Regions from separate parts of the Rattus norvegicus genome. Here region 2 is linked to region 1. The links are chromatin contacts, called in public Hi-C maps. All regions are on one chromosome and are shown on one strand. Each heading gives the region's core, a stretch centred on a gene start, on an enhancer-like site or on the middle of the called end of the contact. The rest is flanking DNA. Distances are from core to core; before and after follow the strand shown. Region 1 overlaps LOC134482155. Region 2 overlaps Tsc22d1 (TSC22 domain family, member 1).

What was found. Hi-C and Micro-C count contacts between places; a contact is called where the count stands out from the background.
Region 2: a Hi-C map of kidney shows a contact between it and region 1, with 5 times the contacts expected there. The contact joins two enhancer-like sites. A contact is called at or near these places in 8 of 12 Hi-C or Micro-C datasets (the Rat2 cell line, Schwann cells, frontal cortex and 5 more).

What each region holds. Positions count from the first base shown.
Region 1 is chr15:57,925,767-57,929,746 of GRCr8, forward strand. The region is part of intron 1 of LOC134482155; the gene reads right to left. Among named protein-coding and RNA genes, the nearest start is that of Trnae-uuc7, 33 kb to the left of the region's middle. Within about 2 kb of position 1,730, at least 2 of the 93 cell types and tissues checked have an H3K27ac peak or open chromatin away from gene starts, as enhancers often do.
Region 2 is chr15:58,207,526-58,211,505 of GRCr8, forward strand. All of the region lies in intron 1 of Tsc22d1 (TSC22 domain family, member 1), which reads left to right. Among named protein-coding and RNA genes, the nearest start is that of Tsc22d1, 50 kb to the left of the region's middle. Within about 2 kb of position 2,351, at least 9 of the 93 cell types and tissues checked have an H3K27ac peak or open chromatin away from gene starts, as enhancers often do.

The DNA of each region.
Region 1 (3,980 bases), core at 480-2,979:
CCAGTACAGGGCGGTGGTCTATGAGAAAATACACGACAAAGACCAAAACGAGGCCCTTGGAGTGCATGCAAAAGGCTTAGTAGAGATGGGACTTCTGGCTGTGAGCTGGAGACAGCAGGGAGTCTCACAGCACAATGGAATGACTTCTGTCACCCCCAGCCCTTGCCAAGCCCCTGGCCTAGGTCACTGTGTAAGGGATAAGTAGCTCGTCTTAGGGTTTCTAGTGCTGTGATAAAACACGGCCAAAAAGGGTTCATTTCGTCTTACAGATTATAAATCTGTCTTCCAGAGGGCAGGGCAGGAACTCAGGGCAGGAACTGAAACAGAGGCCGTGGAGGGAGCACTATTTGCTGGATGGCTCACCCTGCTTTTTTACCCAACTCAGAGCAACCTGCTTAGGTGTCTGTCCGTCCCCATGGGCGGGCCCTCCCACCGTCCCACATCAATCATTAATTAGGAAAATGTTCTACTGGCAATCTGACAGGGGCATTTTCTCAATTCAGGTTCCTCTTCCCGCTTGTGTCAAGCTGACATCCAATCAACCAGGACACAGCCTTCTTCTCAGGGCTATAGAAGGAAAGTGGTGTGCAGCTAAAACTCTTTGAATCCCCGTTTGTAGAGTGGTAAAAGGTCATCTCGGTGCTACTACCCTCGAAGGGGGCTTTCAGAACTGGGGTGTGTGTGTGTGTGTGTGTGTGTGTGTGTGTGTGTGTGTGTGTGAGAGAGAGAGAGAGAGAGAGAGAGAGAGAGAGAGAGAGAGAGAGGAGCTTGTGGAAGGCAGTTGAGGGAGAGGTGGACAGTAGTTATATAGATCAGTCTCCTGAATTACCAAAAGAATGGGAAGTCCTTTCCATAGTCAACCAAGAGGGAGACAATGACATCTCATATACATACAAAACCTTTGACTTTGGCCCAGTGCTTAGGAAGAATTCAGTGTTTGCTGAGCAGATGCCTTCACCTAGGGGTGTGTGTCCCTTACGAGCAGCTTTCCCTGTGAGGTTCAGCGATTACTCCTCAAGGTCAGTGTAGGGCCCGACACATCTGGAGGCTGAGGTAGGGGCATCACGAGTTCCAGACTAGCCTTGGATCATGTCTTAAGATAACAACCACAACAGTAATACACATGGAGGAGGAAGAGGAAGAGGAAGACGAGGAGGAGGAAGGAGAGGAAACAGCAGCAGCAGTAACAGCAGGGCCTCTTGTCAAGTGAGGACTGGCTGCTGAAGGACCCATCTGAGGGGCTCTCACACATCTGGGGCATTTCCCCCTAGATATCCTCCCTGGTCCCCACGAATGGGGCAGCAGGGCAAAGCACACCAGCACTCACTTCCCTTCTGCCTGAGCCAACCCACTCCTAACCTGGCACGTAGAGCAAAGACGGGAGAACATGAAGCTACCACCAAGCTTCCAGTTTGCTCATAGGGGATGTTAAAATAGATGCATAATGCTGTATTTAGGGGTATCATATTATTCTAGCACTCTCTAGGGAGGCATGAGGTCCCTGCAGACACATGGGGTCTGCTGGCACAATCCTCACCACAGCTTCTACCTGTCAGAATCATCGGGTTCCAGACAATAGGTTAAACATGATATCTGGGCTCGCCTGTGATATCACATTCCCATTTTACAGAACAGCACACCAAGGCTCAGTAAGTTTAGGAATCTTGCAGGGATTAACATAGCCAGTAGGTGGCAGCCTTGGGACTCGGACACAGGCTGACCACTGTGTATCTATCACCTTGATGGTGACTGCCTCTCTGGGAGAAGGGTTGGGATTTGCAAGGCTGAATGAGTGGATAGAGTATGAATTAGGGCAGTCCACAGGGGACTTTGAACTCCCATCTGAGCAAATGTTGGCTGCCACTTTAGTTTCTCTAGGTCCCTTGCACTAGGCTAACTGCTGCTTAGACATGCAGATACAGACTTCTGCTGTGCTCCTGTTCTTCTAACTCTTCCTATGGATGATTCTCTGGCCTCTCCAGTCCCAAGTCCCAGGCTCCAGTTGCCTGTGCATGGTGGGACAGGCTTTGCCTAGATACTAGTCACCTTTTTAATGCCCCACCAAGACAGCTGTCATTGCTTCCTTGGGACCCACCTAACAACCACAGGTGTGTGTGTGTGTGTGTGTGTGTATTAGGGTGTTTTGGATGAACCTGTGACCAGTAGAAGCAAGCTGATGAGAAATTCCTCCTACGTGCAGGAGCCGACTTCAGATGGCATTCCCGTGATTCCTCTGTCAAGCCTGGCAGTTAAAGCACGGAACAAGCGCTTGGAGAATCCATCTTGCATGCGTGTCCGAAGCGTATCCTTGGCACTCAGTGGTGGCAGCTACTCAGTAACTGGCCTCCTTAGGTCACTCCTCCTCCCTCTTCTGCTTCCTTCTGCTTCTGTTTCCTACTTGACTGGCTTTCAAGGCTACAGGCCTCTGCTTCAGATCTGCCTTCGGGAAGTTCAGGTGAAGGCACACAGGGAGAAAGCGCAACATGACAGCCATTCATAATGTTCCCGGCCCCTGCACCAACAAATACTTTGCGCATTTGGGTTAAAGGCAAGTCACTGAGATGGAGTGGAGTTGTATGAGTGGCTGTTTTCTCTCCCAGCCCCAGGCTCCCAGAATAATGACTCAGACTCAACATCTATTTACAAATACCTAGGCTGTTCATTCCCTGACTAGCTGATAATTTAAAACAACCCATTTATACTAATCAACATTCTGCAACATGACTGGTTACCTCTGCTCAGCTACCAAAGGTCTGTCCTCCTCCCACTTCCCTGGTGACTCCTCATACGTCCCACCTTCTATTCTACCTTTCCCTATAGGCCACTGTTTTTTTGATTGACAGGTGATGCATCCATACGATACACACGATATTCTCTCTACAGAGCTGGAAGCCAGACCAGGAGGCCTGTATTACTTCAAATCCTTTCCCATTTCATTCTCACAGGCCCACTTCTCTCTTCAGAGCACCCTTCAAAGTGGACTTCCTTTTGTGACTGACGTGACCCTGGCCCTCTTGGTTTCTTTTTGGGTGCTTTTTTCCTACTTTACAGGAAAAAGAGATCTGTGACATTTGTCACTATGCTTACCAGACTGTCACCCACTGGAACCATGCTGTGCTTTCCCGGACCTGTGAGTGCCCCGCTTTTTTTGCACAGGAAATAAAACTCCCATCCCAAGAGAAATGCATGAGAATGTTGTTAAGTCCTCTGACAATCAGGGAAGGAAGAGAGGGGGTGCTGGACTAAGTGTGCAGTTAGGGGTCACAGCGTTTTACCACCGTGGGCAGAAGTTATACAGCAGTCAGTTGGTTCCTGATGACACTGGATCCTTTGTCAGCTTGGTGGGGGAAGGTGTTGCTTCCCCAGCAGTGTGTACACTGTAGCTTTCCCCAGCAGTGTGTACACTGTTGCTCTAGCTTCCCCAGGGAGACTTCCTGCTCTCTACTCACTAGGCCACCTGAGGGGAGCCCAGCTCTTACTGGGAGGGTAGAAATTTAGAGATACTAAGTAACCTGCCAATCAACCCAGTCGAAAGCCTTCACACAGCTGGTCACATGGTCACATAGTAACCGTGAGAGCTGGCCCTGGGATGGATGTAATTGGGACGAATGTAACTGGGATGGGCCACCGTGTGGATGCTTTACTTAGCAGGGGGATTCAGCTTTTCTGTATCAGCTGATCAGAGTCTCCTGCAGTCACTCACAGCTGCCACTTGGTGTTCCTGTCAGAGGCACAGGATTCATGTTGCACACCATCGATCCTCCATGAAATGACTACCCAACCAGTCAAGTTGCTGCTGGGGCATCAGTGGGCATGTGACAAATGACAGGCTCAGTCCTTGTTCAGTGTCAAGCTCTACCAAGGTACTTCACACGGATTGCCTAGCCTTGTCCATGCTTAATCATGTCCACAGACACGCCATGATGCTATGTGCCTGACCTGCGCACCTCTCTGTCTTCCCACTGAACGCAGGTCTACAC
Region 2 (3,980 bases), core at 1,101-3,600, 280 kb after region 1:
CGTTTGTGCAGTCATCTGCGCATGCCCTCGGGATTGCTTCCTTGGGTGAATTCACTGGAGGGGATCTGCTGGGCAGATACAAATGTATCTTCTGGACACGCTCCTTTTATGAAGACTGGCGACATCCCACACAGGTTCCTTTCAGACCTTGCTAGCGTCTTTCGTTTCTGGATCATACTTTATTGCTATTTTGTTTCTGATACCAGTGCAGCACCATTGACTTAATTTATATCAGGTCTGGAGTTGCTGCAAACATTTAGAGCCCCTTGTTCAGTGAACAGGACTTACTGATTTTTAAAAATGCATTCTTTAGTATGTCTTGGCAGGATTGCTCATTAGTCACGGCATGCCTAGGACATGGGGTCCTGTGGGGTCGTGTGTGGTTTCTCATTGGTTTTGAGAAGACACTCCCCAGAAGTCTCTCAGAGGATGGGGGCTGCGTGTCTGTCTCTGCCTCTACACTGGCAGAGAGCCCAGGAGAGACAAAATCTTTGTAGTAGGAAATGAGCTTGCTCAGGGCTCAGAAGAAAGTCCCGAGTGTCCGAGTGTCTGGAGCAAAGGGCCAGCGGTTGAGCCAACATTGCAGAGGCCAGAGGCTGGCGGGGCGCACACAGAGGGAGGGGTCAGTGCCTTGCTGGAACCATGCTGAGGACTTTCGAGTGGAGCTAGGAATAGAGGCAGCAGTCTATCATGTTCCTGTGTTTTGTTTCTTAAGATCCTTCTGGCTGCTGGGCTGGAGATTACAGACAAGCCATCATAGAAGCAGGGGATATGTTGGAAAGCGACTTCTGTTGTCCTGGTGACAAGGTTATACTGATTCATTCACCTCTCCTGCACTTTAGCTAAACCGTATTGTGACCATCGACAGCATAAGTCACGATAAACTGGCAGGTTTACTCCATGGAAAATAAAGCTTGCCAAATGGAAACTGCAAGTGTGAGACTGTCCAGGTCTCGCTCGACCCTAGCACGAAACTTAGGCAAATCCCATTTACGTGTTAATCTCAGAGGCTTATTGTCAACTGTCTCTGAACATCCCTGTGAAGCTAACTGTAAATGATTTGGTGAACTTAGAAAGATGCCCATATTCCCATTTTCTGTCCGGGGAGCAGAAAGTTGGGTCATTTGCAGTGCTGAAACAGAAAGGAAAGTATTTGTCAGCTTCTCCCAACCTCAAGCATCATATGATACGCGTCAAAGGTTAAATCTTTCCAAATCCTGTCGTGACTTCGGCACACAGTAGATGAGCTCAAAGTGTTTGACGTGTGTTTGGCTGTGTGTTATTTTGACAACGTCGTGTATTTATCTGACTCCCCAGGCATAGGGACAGGTCTCTGTATTCCCTGTGTTATCACAGGACCCGTGTGGTCCCTGTGCTAAGTCAGCATCCATTATGCTGAGTTTCACGGTGCTCTGAGGACGGAGATGAAGTTTGGGAGAACTTGTGCACACAGGGAGACCGGGGATGCACGGCACATCTGGAGGAGGAGGGCCAGGGTGAGAGTCCTCCCACTTCTTGTAACCCACTGATTTCATTCTGCGCTGCAGTTTTCATAGGAAGCACGTCACCGAGTATTGATTTTTTTGTTTCTATCGTGGGTCCCTCTTTTGGGGGAACATATCCCTGTCTCCCAGAACGAAGGGTTTTAGGCTTCTATAGCATTTGCTTATTTTTAAATTGGCATCCAATTATTGAGCTTTGTAAATTTGAAAAATGTAACTTCCTGTAAGGTATTTAAGTTTAGTGTAAAAGAATTCGGTTCTTGATTCTTTAATCACCTTGTTGTTTTGATTCGGGCCAGTTCTGTCTGGTTAGTCTTTCCTCCCTCCTCTGGGTAGTACACTGCCGACATTTTCTTCCTGGCTCTCCCCCTCATTCACCACACTCTTGTGTAGGACGAGAAGGTCGTCCCCTTAGCTCTGTGCCTTGTCTTCATCTTCCTCAGCTCTGCACGATGACCCCAGCTCTTCTCAGGAACATGTTCTCTGCCTCCTGGTGGCCTGAGCTCCTCCTCTGTGTGGGATTGCCCTGGTTTTCTAGTCACCCGTGCTCAACAGCTGGCCACCTCACACTGTCTTCACTCCTCTCCAGCCTGCTCGTTCCTGAGCCGCAGCACTGGGACACGCAGTGGGCAGTGCAAGGTCCCCACGGTTTTATAACTGTCTTGATGATTTTGCTTTTGTGTTCTCAGTGCCTTCCCCACTGTCTCCATTTAGCACAGACCATCCAGACACTTGATTTCTCACTAATGTGAGAGAAACTGGTGACCAGCCAGACTCCAAGCCCTCTCCTCTTTCCCAGCCACAGTGTTATTCTTATTAAAACGCTCTCCGGCGCTCACCTTAGACAGCCTTGGTGGCCACCAGGGGGCGCCCTTGCTCACACCTGACTAGAGCTCAGTTCCTTCTCTTGTGTATCTCCCTTTTCCCAGGATCCCTGCTTCCTCTTCCCCTCACAGTGGCCTCCCATTTAGGGACCATCTTGCAGGCCCTACCCAATGTTTTTTCCTTTGAAAACATGTATTTTTTGTTGCACTTTATACAAGTTCCCGCCCGGGCCTTTCATACCACCCTCTCCGCATTTCCCACCCTTGCCTGCCCCTCTTGCCAGCACCAGGCCTTCAGCTGCTTCTCTGATCTCTCTGGGCTTTGCTTTCCTCGTCTCTTAAGTTGGGAGCAGTAATAAAATTCACTTCTGGGCCATCGTGAGGACTCCGTAAGTTAATAAGTGTTTAAAAGACTTAGGACACCACTTGGGTAGGGAAACGTTTGCTGTTGCCATTGCCCCTGTGAGTGTGCAGGTAGGTGTGTTTCTGTTTATGTAAATGCACTTGCACATCTGTGTACCTGCATGTGGAGGCGGGGCAATCGTACATGTCATCTTTTAGTAGCCCCCTACTCGGTGTGTTGAGATGGCCTCCACTTCCCGTCATTGGGGTTGTAGATACCTGAACGCAGGTCCTCTCCTGCATGTGCAGCAAACATTATATTGACTGAAATATCTTCTTAGCTCCATTGATACATGTTAAAATTAAAAATCTGCCCCGAGGTACCTCCAGGACGGGGCATCCTGTGACTGGCTCCATAGAATCTAGCACGGTGCCTTATACGTAGCTGGCATTTCATGAAGTACCCTTTGAGTCAAATTGAAGTTTATCAAAAAGCCGACTTCTCCAATAACAGCCACAAAGGGTGTTTTGAAATACGGTCATTTAAGCCAGCACACAGTAGTTTCCTCAGTCAAAGTGAGGTCACTGAAGTTTTCTGGGATAATTTAACAAAGGGCATATAGTTGCCCTGTCTAATTATATGGTATGGATAAAACAAGCCTAATGTCATTTAAAAAAAATTTAACAGAAACCATATAAAAGGGATGACTATCGAGTCCCTGGATGCTAAAATAACACATTGCTTTAATACTTGAAGAACATAATCTTAGCCGTTTGGCTGCCTCTGTGTCAGAGACAGCCTTCTGCATGAGTGTTTGCAGAGCGCAGCTGCCCAGTAACGGTCTCTGGTCACACCGGTTTCCAGCTCCCTCCCATGCTCATGCATTTAGCTAGCAAATTCAACTGGGGTGCTTAAGAAGGGGTGTTCAGGATGAAGGTTAGCTGCTGGCCTTGATGTTAAGTTCCTGACAGTTTAAACATGTAATGTCAGTTTGGCTATCAGTTTTATTTTCTATGATCTCAAAGAAATGATAGACATTATCATTATGGTATATTATACCCCATTTCATTTTAGATTATTTTTCATTGGTTCGCTGAAGACTATCAATGGAGACTTCGGGAAGCTTTAACACTAAGGGGTAAAAACTAATGCTAGGTTCTCCTGGAGAAGAATTTGCACCAGTAAGCAAAAGCCTGATTGAATGTCCTGAGCGGGTTTTATCCCCCTGGATGATGTCAGGTTACAATGTATACCCTCTCCCCAGCTGTAGGTTTTCCCTGTGTTTGGAAGCACTTGTAGGAATCACCAGCA